Linked DNA regions of Mus musculus: regions 2 and 3 are each linked to region 1. A link is a contact called in public Micro-C and promoter capture Hi-C data. All regions are on one chromosome and are shown on one strand. The core of a region is the stretch at or near the end of the contact, and the rest is flanking DNA. Distances in the headings are between cores, read along the strand shown. Region 1 holds the start of Cpne9 (copine family member IX). Region 2 overlaps Irak2 (interleukin-1 receptor-associated kinase 2). Region 3 has its middle 34 kb from the start of Gm43868.

Evidence for each region. Promoter capture Hi-C pulls out the DNA fragments that hold promoters and counts their contacts. Hi-C and Micro-C count contacts between places; a contact is called where the count stands out from the background.
Region 2: a contact with region 1 is called in a Micro-C map of embryonic stem cells, with 1.9 times the contacts expected there. The contact joins the enhancer-like site here to the promoter of Cpne9 in region 1. A contact is called at or near these places in 6 of 39 promoter capture datasets (embryonic stem cells, liver, pre-B cells and 1 more), 1 of 484 Hi-C or Micro-C datasets (embryonic stem cells) and 2 of 115 datasets of contacts at active chromatin or transcription factors (embryonic stem cells and pancreatic cancer cells).
Region 3: a contact with region 1 is called in a promoter capture Hi-C map of liver. The contact joins the enhancer-like site here to the promoter of Cpne9 in region 1. A contact is called at or near these places in 7 of 39 promoter capture datasets (the 3T3-L1 cell line, the C10 cell line, the HPC-7 cell line and 3 more), 1 of 115 datasets of contacts at active chromatin or transcription factors (pancreatic cancer cells) and 1 of 9 other capture datasets (adipose tissue).

What each region holds. Positions count from the first base shown.
Region 1 is chr6:113,280,514-113,284,872 of GRCm38.p6, reverse strand. It overlaps Cpne9 (copine family member IX), which reads right to left and starts at 2,566. Exons shown (of 21, transcript NM_170673.3): 1 at 2,332-2,566; 2 at 1,786-1,826; 3 at 1,631-1,677; 4 at 1,420-1,523; 5 at 891-927; 6 at 666-668; 7 at 412-488. The coding sequence starts at 2,399. Mtmr14 (myotubularin related protein 14) reads right to left here. Exons shown (of 19, transcript NM_026849.2): 19 at 3,481-4,270. The coding sequence ends at 4,087.
Region 2 is chr6:113,688,866-113,693,224 of GRCm38.p6, reverse strand. Irak2 (interleukin-1 receptor-associated kinase 2) reads right to left here. Exons shown (of 13, transcript NM_172161.4): 12 at 2,154-2,442. Among named protein-coding and RNA genes, the nearest start is that of Tatdn2, 6.0 kb to the left of the region's middle. Within about 2 kb of position 2,569, at least 224 of the 459 cell types and tissues checked have an H3K27ac peak or open chromatin away from gene starts, as enhancers often do. A contact at or near this core is called in embryonic stem cells, liver and pancreatic cancer cells, where this site is marked.
Region 3 is chr6:113,010,430-113,014,788 of GRCm38.p6, reverse strand. No RefSeq gene overlaps it. Among named protein-coding and RNA genes, the nearest start is that of Gm43868, 34 kb to the left of the region's middle. Within about 2 kb of position 2,223, at least 140 of the 459 cell types and tissues checked have an H3K27ac peak or open chromatin away from gene starts, as enhancers often do. A contact at or near this core is called in adipose tissue and liver, where this site is marked.

The DNA.
Region 1 (4,359 bases), core at 1,317-3,816:
CAGGTTTATAATTCTAGCTCATTAAACAGTGGGTGACAGAGGTAGAACTGGGGGGAGAGTCCTCAACCAGGACCAGGCGACGGAGTGTGGCTAATGCACGGCTAAGGCACCGTCTAGTGAGTGGGCATAGTGGCGAGACCTGAGGATCTGATCTGATTTCAAGAAGCTTCCCAGTAGAGTGGGGCTTGGGAGAAGGCTTTAAAGATGGGACCAGACTTGGGAAAAGATGAAGAGGAAACATGTCTAGCCTGAGATTGATTTGAGCAGAGATAGGACTTTCTAGAGGAGAAAAGTGAGGTAGGGAAGAAAGCTCCAGCTAAAGCAATCTCGGAGCTCCTACAGACATCCTGGCTAGGAGGGGGAACTCAGAGAGACCCCTCCCTCCCCTGGACCCTTTCCCATTCAGCTCACGTAAGAGGTCGCTCCACACGGCTGCCCTGGCCTCCAATCACCTCTCCCAGGGCCAGGAATGCTTGTCCCAGGAAATCCTGTGCCAAGACAGGGAGTCAGCGAGTCCAGGAGGGGCAAGGAGTCCCAAGCCTACCCTGGTGAAGCTGCTGCTTTTGACCAAGTTAACTCCGAAGTGTAAATGACAGCCCCACGTGTTTTGTTTCTTGAGCATCTCCCAACCAAACTCTTTCCGGTGCAGTCTACTGCAGCCTCACCTTCTGCAGGTCCCGGGAGGCAGGCAGGGAAGGAAGAAAGGAAGCGAATAAGGCCAGAGCAGGCAGGGGAAGGAATTGGGGTGGGGGCTGGTAGGCCAGAGGGGCCAGGATCTAAGAAGGGCTGGTGGGTGCGTGAGGGGTGGGGAGGGAGGAGGTGTTTAGGGAAGTCCTTTGACAGGTTAGCCTCTATGTGCCCAAGCAACCTGCCAGCGACGGCTGGCTTACCGGTTTGGAGATATTGGCTTTAGAGTCGACGTTGTACCTGGGAAGAGAGTGGAACCAGTGTGGGGTGGGACTGGGTGGGAGAAAGTCTGGAAGAGGTTAGGTTTAGTCTTGGTTAAGATTGTAGGTAGAGAGAGGGGTAGTGGACACCAACTCAACTTGGGTGTGGTTTGGGACGTGTGTGCCAGGGGAGAGGGTCATGCGTAAGGTGAAGCCCAGGAGGAGGCTTGATGGGAATGGAGTAGCATGGGAGGGCGCCTGAGGCCAAGGTGGAGCTAAATTAGAAGGCAGGGTTGTGGGCAGGGCCTGGTTTGGGGAGGGAACTGGATGGATTCTGCATAAGGAGGCGCCAACTTGGGTGTGGGGGGCGGGGTTAAGAACAGTGAAGCCTTAGAAGGACCTGGGCTAGGGGGAGGAGCCAGGTAGCAAGGTGAAGTGGGGGCGAGACCAGGCAGAATTCTGGCTGATCCAGGTTGGGGGGTGGTGGTGGAGGGGGGTGGAGGGTAAGACAGGATTCTAGGAGGAGCCTCACACATCGAAGCGGAGATTTTGCTTTTCCTCAAAGAAATAGTCGAGAACGAATTTGCGCACGAAGTCTGGATTCAGTGTGTTGTCAATCACCTCGGTTCGTCCGAACTGGGCAGCAGGGAGGGGTGGGAGGACGGAGCATGAACGCAAGGCGTGCAGTCGGGCTAGAGGTTCCCGGGAGCGGCCCTGAGCTGGGCTGGGGCTCGGGGACTCACCTCCCGCCACTCCTGGCTGGCCCGGCTCTGCGTGTGAAGCACCACCACTGCGGGTGAGGGCAGGGGAGGGGAGCTCGTCAGGTCGGCCCGCACCCCTCACCGCCCCACCCGCTCCTACACCCCGGGTTCCTCCTCCAGGCCCTGGAGCTGCTTACTGGGGTCCGACTTGGAGAATGTATCCAGGTCTAGCAGATTCCTAGAGAAAAGCATCAAACAGATGGACAGAGGGCTAGCTCATTCTGGCGCTCACCACCTTGACACAGTCCTGAACTGACTGGGCACCTGGAGGAGACGTGGGGTGCAAATTGTATTCCCTCCTTATTACTATTCCCAGTGACTGTTGGGGTCCACACTGCCAACATTCAGGACAACATCAGACATCTCTGACAAATGGCTCTATATGTGCCCGCACTGTCTCCAAGGGTCCAGGACTACGGCTCGCCCCAGAACTTTGGTCCCTTGTGGCCCAGCTCTTCAGCGATTCCCATAGCCCACCTTTTGAGCCGGTAGGCTTGGGTGGGGCTGCCCAGGGAGACCCCCTTTTTCATCCTGCCAGTGACTCCAGCCTTCAGCCTCAGTTCTCTGTTGCTCGCTCCTGGTCGTCCCCTCTGTGGTCTAGCCCCCTGCCCACACTGAACCCGCAGCTGCGGTAGGCTGGGGAATTGCCAGTACTTAAACCCTCCCCAGCGCGGCCCGCTCACCGGCACGACACAGTAATTTCAATCTTGGTGGCCGGGACGCTACGCTCCGAGGCTCCGCTGAGAGACATGACTGGTCCAATGGCCAAAGCCGCGTAGGGGCTGCGAGACCCCGGGTGCCGAAGCTAGGGGCGGTGGCGAGGCCGGCCCATGTGCGGAGGCAGCGGCTCTCTCCAGCCTTGTGTGCGCTCCGCTGCTCGCGCCCTGACAGTGGCCACCAGCAGCAGCGGCTCCAGATGGCAGCACAGCCCCGCCCGGCCCTGCAGGCGGCCCCCGCCCCATTGGAGCAGCCTGGAGCTAGTCGGGGAAACTCACTCAAACCCCAACTCTGGCCCACACATCCTCTGGAAACACCAGAGCAATGAAAACCTTAGAACTATCCATGGTCCTGAAATATTGGGCTGGCAGGTGGGAGTTGGTAGCCAATTCTGAGCAGCGCTCATCTTTCCCGACCCATCTTGATCTCTGGATATGAAGTTACATTTCCCCCTTAATATTTGTGTGGCCTTGAGCAAGTTACTCAATATTAGTGGTTATGGCCCTAGTGGCAGCTACTGGCATACTTTAAGATAGGCTTAGTGACCTCTGGGTATTCACATTGATGGCCTATTAGGTCAGGGCTCTGGGGAACAGTTCATTGGCACAGCACCTGGTCTACTATATGCAAAGGCCTAGGGCCCATCCTCAGTACAGGGTGCGAGAGGAGGATCAATGAATGGTGAAGAGCTCTGAATCAAGCAGCCCCCTCCCTGTGCCGTGTCCACTGCTGCCTCCACAGCCCAGAAGCCTGCCCCTCTATTGGCTCAGGTCTCCTATCCCAGAGCACTGTCGCTTCAGGGTTTAACTAAAGATGAAAGCCGCCGGGCGTGGTGTTGCACGCCTTTAATCCCAGCACTTGGGAGGCAGAGGCAGGCGGATTTCTGAGATTGAGGCCAGCCTGATCTACAGAGTGAGTTCCAGGACAGCCAGGGCTACACAGAGAAACCCTTCTCGAAGAAAAAAAAAGCAAGCCAGTGAGGATATGCAGAACTTGCACAGAACAGGTAGTTGTGGTCGAACCCACTCAGCTGCTGACCTCTCCTTCCAACCCAGTCTCACGGGTTTATATGCCACTCCTCGTGGCTTACGCTGACTGATGGGGACTGAGAATTTGACTTGGTGGTAGAGCATTTATTTGCTTATAAACACAAGCCCGGGTTTCTTTCCCCAGCAAAGAAGGAACAGAGATAAATCCTACTTCGTAACTCCCCCAAACTCCAACCCTTCATTCAGCACGAGGCCAGGCAGTGAAGATTCCGAGCAGCTCAACGACGGTCACAACCGGATGAAATGCTAATGAAAAGCCATTCAAAAAACTTGCTTTTATTTTGTGATTAGTGTGAAATTGCCTCATTTTCAGTGCAGGTGATTCTCCTTCCCAGGAAACAAAAATTGCAGAATGGGGTTTTGCTGACATTATAATCTCCATGAGGCCCTGGGAACGCCCCTGTACCCTCCAACACAATTCTGAGAGTTGACAGTAATCTGAACACCAGGGTCAGTGGAAGGCAGTGAGTGGCGAGAGTGGTCACCAGTCAGGAGGTTGGGAGGTAGAAAGTCCCATCCTCAGGCCTGCTCAGGTTTGGGGCTGCCATGTGTGCAACAGAGAAGGGGGATGGGAAATTTCCCCTGCTCTCCAGGGCCCCTTTTGCCAGGCCTGGCCTGATTCCACAGGGCTCAGCTGAGACAGGGGCGGGAAATGGCTGTGGGCTGTCAGCTTCACAAGGTGCTGGTGCTTGTGCCCCGGAGCCCAACACCACGGGCAAACTGTTCTAGCAGGCCCCCGATGGCACCAGAGGGACTGGGGGTTGCTGCTCGAAGTCCCACTGTGCTGCTGTATGCAGCCAAGAAGGCAGACCGCACCTCCTGCAGCCTTGTCTCCCGGTCACTCAGAGCTGTAAGTCTGTAGGGAAGGACGAGAGATGATGTATTACCATAGGACAAGATCCAGCATCATCCCAAGTGGCCTATCCTTGAATTTTCAACTGCTTG
Region 2 (4,359 bases), core at 1,320-3,819, 410 kb before region 1:
CGAGTAGAACGGGGGGGGGGGGGGAGAGACTGTCCAGAAACACATGGTAACAGAGAGAGAAAGGAGAAAGAGCTAGATAGTGGGCAATCCTTGTATACACAGCCCGCACCTGAAGCACCTGGCTGCAGTGGCACGTGAGGACTGTTGCTAGGTCCCTGGGAGGAGCCTGGTGGAATCACCTGTATGCTAACATCCCTCCTTTTTCGTTTCATTACAAATGAGGAACTAGAAAAGGGTGATGGTTGGGCAGGAGTCAGGCACTGTGCTCTTTTAACTATTTCCTGTTGACCAAGAGCAATGTCATAACAGGGGACCCTAAGAAAATTGAGATGCTGGCCAAGTCCTGGGAGGGCTGGCTGCTTTACTGCTGTCCAGGCTGTGGGACCATCTAGGGGAAGGAGTGTGCGGGCCCAGTTGGAGCAGTCTGAGAGACAGGACAAGAGCATCCCTGGGGAGCTGCTCTGGCACATTGGGCCATGTGAGATCTGTCACATGGCATGATTTTATGGTGCCTGTCGCTTAGGTCATAACAGTTTCTAAATTCTCCTTCCTCCCCAGTGGAGTGGTCTAGACTACCAGTGAGTCACATTCACAAGGCCTGGTGATGCCTCGTCAAAAAGGCCTCAACTTTTATTTCACTAGGAAGCCTGGCATATTTGGACCCAAGTGCCAGTGATGGAGGGTGTCTTTAGAAGTTATTGGCAAGGAAAAAGAGGCAGGCAAGAGGGACCACACAAGGTCCTGCTGGGCCCAGAGAAGTGGTTTTAAGTACAACAGGTATGTGCCAAGCAGTGTGTTTTTATAACCCACTCTAGAAGGGCATAGTGGCACATATACCTGCAATCCCAAAATAAATAGACAAGGGTTCACGAGATAGCCCAGGTGAAACTCTGTCTCAAACTATTTAATTATTTTTTTCCTTTGCTGTGTGTATATGTGTGCATGCACACATATACCTACGTGGGCATGTGCATACATGACAAGGTGTGTTTGTAGAAGTCAGGGCATCAATCTTCTCCTTTTACCGTATGATAAACCAGGTTCATACATAGTCAGGTTGTCAGGCTTTGATGTCAGCACCTTTAACCTGCTGGCCATTTTACCAGTCATGTGAGCCCAGCACCTGGGAGGTGAAGGCAGGAGGATCAGGAGTTCAAGGGCATCCTCAGCTATATAGGAAGGTCCATATTATTTTAGGCTACACGAGACACATGATCTCTCAAAATTAAAAAAAAAAATAGATTACTTATATATATATAGAAGTATTATATATTATATATCCTATATTATGTGTGTAAATAATATATAATATTATATATATATATATACATACATACATATATGTATACACACACACACACACAAAATGAGGCCCTACATCCAGTCCAGTACTGCAAAAATGCATCAAAAAAATTAAAATCTGGGGACTGGAAAGATGGCTTAGTAGTTAAGAACATTTACTGCTTGGTCGTCCAAAGAACTCAGGTTCGATTCCCAGCACCCACATGTTAGCTCACAATCATCTGCAACTCCAGTTTCAGGCTGTCTTGCCTCTTCAGGTACTGTGCATATGCATTCCACAGATATACACAGAGACAGAACACCCATACACATAAAATCAGATTTTAAACTTAAAAAAATTCAGTAAATATCACTCTCTCTCTGGATCCTGGAAGAAGAAGTAGTGAGAGCGGGGCGTAGTGGCGCACACCTTTAATCCCAGCACTTGGGAGGCAGAAACAGGCGGATTTCTGAGTTCGAGGCCAGCCTGGTCTACAAAGTGAGTTCCAGGACAGCCAGGGCTATACAGAGAAACCCTGTCTTGAAAAACCAAAATAAAATAAAAAAAAAGAAGTAGTGAGCCAGAGACATGCGTGGAACAAAGCTGAGGACCGCCACACAGCTGTCCTAGCAAATGGGAAGTAGGTATGACCAAGGCGCAGTACAAAGATGGAGGTGTGAAAGTCTAAGAGGCAGGAGAGTGGTCGGAAACAATAGTCACTGGTGTGCTGAACTTCCTCTCTGTGTGTCCACTGTGCAGTGAATGCCTGAATTACTAACAAAAACCATGAATTAGGAAAAGAGAGGAGGGATGGCCTAAGTTAGGGTCACAGGAGTGATTCAGCATGGGCACCTCACCCTCCCAAGCTTACCGTTCTGGGGTGTCTGTGGGCCTGTGCAAGCCTCTGACGAGGAGTCAGCCTCCTGTCTCCCACTGGTGGATGGCTGTGCTGCTCCATGTCCCGTGAAGAGTGGAGAGGAGGCAGCCCCTGGGCACGATGCCATCATAACCAAAGAAGGGACGCTGAGGCTGGAATTGTCAACGTCATCTGTTTCCTCCGGGGTATTGGAAGATGAGCCTGTGGCCTCAGAAACCCTGCTCCAGGGAAGGGACAGCTGCCCTCGGAGTTGCTCCTCCACCCCGGCCAGGGAGACTCGTGCCTTGGAGGAGGAGACAGACAAGCAGCCGTATCAGTCGCTGACACTAAAGCTGAAGGGGCTCTAGCAGAGATAAGCACGCAAGGCAAACCCAGCCCCTCCCCCCAGCAGAGCAAACACTGCAGACAGGTTTTGACCTTTTACCCCGGTTTCCTCTCTCTTGCTTAACAACCATTACATTCCTAAAGCTGGCCCTCAAGCTATTCCCTTATTTGGTCACTGATTCATTCCTAAGACAAAACACCAAAGTCCAACTATCAAAACTCATTTTGTGGCTAATATGCTCAGTCAGGATATACCAACCCACCCTAGCAGACACATTTCCCCCCTCCCTCCACACACATCCCTTAAACCCCCCACTCCCACAGAAACACCCTCTCTTGCTTCTCTTGTCTGCTTGTTTTTCTTTCTGTTGCTGCTGCTGCTACTTTTATAACCTCTCCCACCCCTCACCCCCTGCTTGCTGGTCTGGGGAAATAAATCTCATTTGTGCTGAGTGCTTGGTCTGGGAATGTCTTGCGTCCATGCCGGTCCTTTCAAAGGCCGAAGGCCATCACATGGTCTCCTGGGAATTATAATCAAATGCCTGCTGCAGATGAATGTGTGAGCCCAGGCGGTCCAATCACTGCACCCCAGACTTCTGATGGCAAAGACTGGGCCAGGTGTGGGCAAGTGTCTGTGACCTTGAGTTGATTGCAGAGCCTTGGGGGCGGGGGTACCAGGCAAACGTGCTACATGGAGCTACATTGGGACCTTCTCCCTTGTCTCACGTCTGAGCTAGGAGCTCCTTACACTGCATCCAGGCTTTGAACTCACTCCGTAGCCCGAGCTGGCCTTAAGCAGCGGCTTCAGCTGCTGGGTCAGCATCCCAGGCCACTGACCTGCTCGCCATACATACTGCTCACCCTGAATAAGAACATTTCAATTCCTCTGTGCCTTGCAAAACAACTCAGTGTATGGGCTGGTGAGATAGCACAGTAGGTAAAGGTGCTTGCTGCCAAGACTGACAATCTGAGTTCCAGGACCCATAGGGTAGAAGGAGAAGTTATTCTTTGACCTTGACATCTGTGTCATGGCATATGTACATGTACACATATATGTACACAAGGATACATACATACACACACACACACATTCTACTTCTGAATTTAATTTTAAAATCCCATATGAATTCATTTATTTTGCACACAATCACAATAATTCTTTTTCTTTCTTTCTTTCCTTTTTTTTTTTTTAATAGTATCTTCCTACAGAGTCCTGGCTGTCTGAAATTCACTCTGTAGACAAGGCTGGCTTTGAACCCACAGACATCTGCCTGCCTCTGCCTCCCAAGTGCTGATAGATTAAAGCAGTGTGCCACCACACCCAGCTGCTGTGGACTTTTTTTTATAAATATAAAAGTATCAGAGTCTAATGGGATAAAAGAAGCCTATAATCCTAGAATTTGAGAAGCGGGTGCAGCTTCAGGAATTCATAGCCACCATGCTAAGTATGAAGTTCAAAGCCAGCCAAGAGCTATCATCTGAAAAATAGACAAGCAGGTGTCGGCTCACACTCATAATACCAGAACCTAGGAGATGGAGGCAGGAGAACTGCCTCAAGTTCAAGGCCACCATGAGCTACAGTGTGAGATCCTGTTAAAAGATAAAAGTTGAAGCAGGGAGAGGCAAGATGAGTCCACCCTAGAAAGGTGCATCCTGCTGAGCCTAGGGAGCTAGGTTCCATCCACAGAATGCACACGGTGGAAGGAAAGAACTGACTCTCACAAGTCCCTGTGGAACTTCCATGTACAAGAACACACACAATACACAAAAACTAAATAAGCCGGTGCACGGCAGAGCAGCCCAGTGGATAGATCTGAAAGAGTTTGCAGGCCATGGATCTTTCAAGCCTGATTGTACTACACTGTGGTTAGTACTC
Region 3 (4,359 bases), core at 974-3,473, 270 kb after region 1:
CCAAAACATAGATTTTTACCCCCAGCTCTTGGTTTCGAAAAACTTGAAGCATTCAGGGAACATCAAGACATAGGCATGGAAGCTAGGTATGGTGGCTGACTGCAGGTATTCTGGCACTGAGAAGGCTGAATGGGATGGGGTTTAAAGCCAACCTACATTACAAACAAGCAAACTGGGGTGGTGAACCGACTTCATGGGTAAGGGTGCGGACTGCCATGCCTGGAAACCCCAGTGGAGTCCCCAAGACCCACATGATGGAAGGAAAGAACTGACTCCCGAAGGTTATACTCTGACCTATGTACACACAGTGGCACAATTTCACCACATACATGCAGATGCACATGAGCGCACATACGCACACGCACACACACAAAGATAATGACGTTGACAGTGTGATAAGAGCAAGGACCTTGAAGGGGCGAGGAGATTCTCTCTCAGACCAGCAAAGGGTCTCCTGTTTGGGGCAGGAAATGAGTAGAGATGGAGATGAGAAGATAAGGCCTGATCAAAGTAGAGACACAGCCGGACACAGAGAGCAGGAACCCTCGCTTTGTTCTCCAGTCAGAGTCCTATGAACACAAAGGACACACTAGCAGATTGGGGGTTCCCAGTATGGCCTAGATTTTACTCTTCTGAAGGTGGTGGGACCTGGGAGAACAGAGCTGATAAACGAGCCAGGCTAAAGCCTCGATCGCCAGCTTTATTCAGAGCATCAGCCAGTTTATACTCTGAGGTTTAAGAGGAGTCACATGAGTAAAGTGTCCAATCACAGGGGCAAGCCGCAAACGGCAAAAACATGCTTTCCCATAGAGGCATATAAGCAAATAACAATGGCTAATTATAATGAAGAATCTGAAGGAAACTCACTCCTATCTGCTACTCCTAGGAGGAGCACAGAAATAAATCTGCGTTTTAAAGACGCTGAAGTTACAAGACTCAGAATTCTCATATGGCTCCACCCCTGGACCGTGTTCCAACACCTTAGAAAGGGTGCTGGACTGGAAGGAATCAGGCAGCCTTGGGGGTGAGGCCTGTGCCAGTGGTGATTGATGGTGCCTGCCTATGAACCAGATAAGGTGATTATAATTTCAGCTGCCTAGTACAGTGGGTAGACTGTAGGAGGGATCAGGATGTACCACTTCCAGCTTCCGTGGCTTTCCATAAGGACCAGAGCTTAGAGGTGTTCCTTACCTTGGTGACATGTTTGCTGTCTTGTTTGGATAAGGGCTAGAAATGGATTTGCACAACTGCTTTGTTCTCTAGTCAAATTTGATTACATCAAACCTGTATGAGATGGAACATCATGACCCGTGACCATATACAGCACTAGCTTGTGTCTGTAGCTGGGCACCACGATGTGTTTACTGACTCTGAGTAAGATGTTTTTGAACCTTTGATTCAGTCTCATGTCTTGCTTGATGCTGAGGCTTGGGGTAGCCCTCTCTGCCTCAGAGGCCTTTACTATGTAGTCCCCACAGACACAGAAATGCACATTCTCAGGCCTCCACCTCAAAATTATTGAACCACAGTCTATCAGAGCGTCCCCAAACATGGCGCAGTGTGAGAACCACCACTGCACACCATTTTGATTTTCTTATTTACACCTCAGTCTCTCAGTTCCCTCTGTACATTTGACGTGTGACTGGCTTCTGCTTGGAGGCATCTGCACGTTAGAAGCCCCTCCTAGGAAGCCAGGTAGTTTGTTTCCCTCCAGAAGTTTCCTTGCAGCGATTCCAATTGTATTTCGCTTCACTTAGGCTCCAGTTTCTGAAAGGAAACTGGGGGGTGAGAAACAGACCCTTTAGTAAGTAAATTTGGAAAAGGAATTCATTACAGGCCAACATGATCTTAAAGCTTTATATACTTCATCTCTGGGAGCCTGTAAGCCTCGTGTAGCCTGCCTGGCACATCTCCTTAGGGAAATGTGTGGCCAAAACCTCTCTCCCGTTTCTGGGTCAGGAAGTGATAGCACACAGATGGAATTTACAATGGGACCAAGCCAGTGGCCCCATCAAGGCTGCTCAGAAAAAGCCCTTTTCATGGGCTCATTCAACTATAATGAGCGTTCCCCAGCCTCTCAGAAGGGCTGCTTCTGGCTGGCCCCTTTTCTTTTTCCTCGACTGCTTTCACTTTTTCATGGAGGACTGCCCCTCAAGGTCCACTGGGATTGCTATGAGCCTTGATTTGGCAGGAGAGAGGAAGAAGGAAGTACACAGTGGCCTACAAAATTCAATTACGCCGCCTCCCTGGCCCCTTGCCTCAAAGAATAGACCTTTGTGCTCTGAAAGGCAGGGGAGTCCCAGTTTCTCAGGCCAAAAAAAAAAAAAAAAAAAAAAAAGCCAAAACAAAACAAGCTTTCTGCAGCCTTCTCTCTTCCTTAAGACGCTGAGTGGGGTAGTAAAGAGGTAGTGAAGAGGCGGAACAAGGATGGAATCAAAAGGATGGAATCAATTGCTTGCAAGGCAGGCTTTGAAACAAATGTATCTGATGCATTCCTTCAGAAGAACAAAAGTATCGGTTTGACTTTAAAATCCAACTTCTAAAACTATAGGGAAAATTACCACACATTAAAAAAGAAAAGAAATACCACCACCACCCCCCCCAAAACCCAAAACCCAACAACAACAATGCAACAACCAAAACAACCAACCAACAAAGCAACCAACCCAGCTTTTGGCTGTAGCTGGTGACCCACTTTTGTGAGATATGTGACAGTGCAGAACTGCATTACACAAAGAGGAATTTGACCTTGGGAGTCTGTTGAGACGGCTTTTTGATAATAGACACAATTTAAGCCATTCATTTCTGTTTTCCTTTCTCCAATCTGTGTTTGATTGTTATTGACTGACAATACATAGAGGCTTTTTTTTTTAAAGAACAATTTCTCACTGTTCAGCTGTGATTATTGACATAAGACCAGTATAAGGTGGGGCCTACCAACATGCTCTCATGGAGAGGGGAGAGACTCAGGAGGCCCATCAGGCAGTTCATGGTTGCTGGGGGGTACAGAGGCATTTTCTTCAGTGCATAACCACTGGTAAGATGCTCATGTGCTCATGAGCTGTAAACAATCCTTCATCCATATTGCTGTAATTATGCGAGCCTGATTGATTGAACATACTGGGGTTCTGCCCCACCCCCACATCGAAGCAGAAGAGGGACTGTAAGCTTTGGGCTACAGGAAAGAGGAAGGGGATCCATGAGAAGGGGACAAGAGAGGGTGATGGAGGTGACTGTGATCAAAACACATTATGAACATGGATGAAGATGTCAGAATGAAACCCATTGTTATGTACAGCACATGTATGTTAATGAGGCCAGGGAGGGGCAGCAAGATGGCTCAGTGGGTAGAGGAGCCGCTAAGCCTGACTCCTGAGTGTGATGCCTGGGTTCCACCTGAAGAAGAGAACCTATTCCTACAAGTTGTCCTCTGACCTCACATGCACTTTGGCATGACTTATTATTATTATTTATTATTATAGTATTATTATAGTATTACAAGTTATTGATAGTGGGAGTTATCTTTAAAAGGGAATCTCGTGTTTCTCTCAAAAGCAAAGCATTTTCAAGGGATACACTTTTATGAATGGAGTTCAGCCATGGCTACCTCAGAAAATAAACCATCTGTCTATCAATAGAAAGTACAAGTTAAGGGGCACACATTCCAACTTTCTTCTTAGACAGCTAAGCTGCTGGTGACCCGTCTTCTCTGCTCCTCAGTTCACTTCTTGACAGCCAAGACTCAAACCTCAATGCTCACAGCTGCTTTTAGCACCCTGCCCTGGTGTCTGGCTCAGTAAAGTTTGTCAAATGAATGGAGGGAGGTCTGGACACTTGGCTAGACACACAGGTGTCAAAACTTTAATACAGCTAACAGTCCACTTCTCAGAGCAATTCTGGAACACAGTGACTTGTGATCTTTTAATATAACATCAGTAAGAAAGCCACCATCGCTGCTATGATTGAAATAATCTATCTAAAACTCAAGTTTTAGAGATGCCTCAGTGGTTAAAAGCATTGGCTGCTCTTTCAGAGGACCAAGATTCAGGCTCCCTGACCCCGAATAGCTGCTCACAACCATGCATAACTCTAGTTCTTAGGGATCCAATGACTTCTGACCTCTATGGGCATTGCACACATATGGTGTACAGACATATATGCAGGCAAAACACCCATACACATAAAATAAAGTCAGATCATTTCAAGAATCAGTGGTGGGACCTTTAAGAAGTGATTAGGAAATGAACGCCCATGAATGGATGAATGTAAGAGTATGTCCAGCTTCCTGTGTCCTCTCTCTCTCCCTCCGTTGCCATGCAATGTCTTCTGCCAAGTTATGACCCCAGCAGCTTTCTTGGG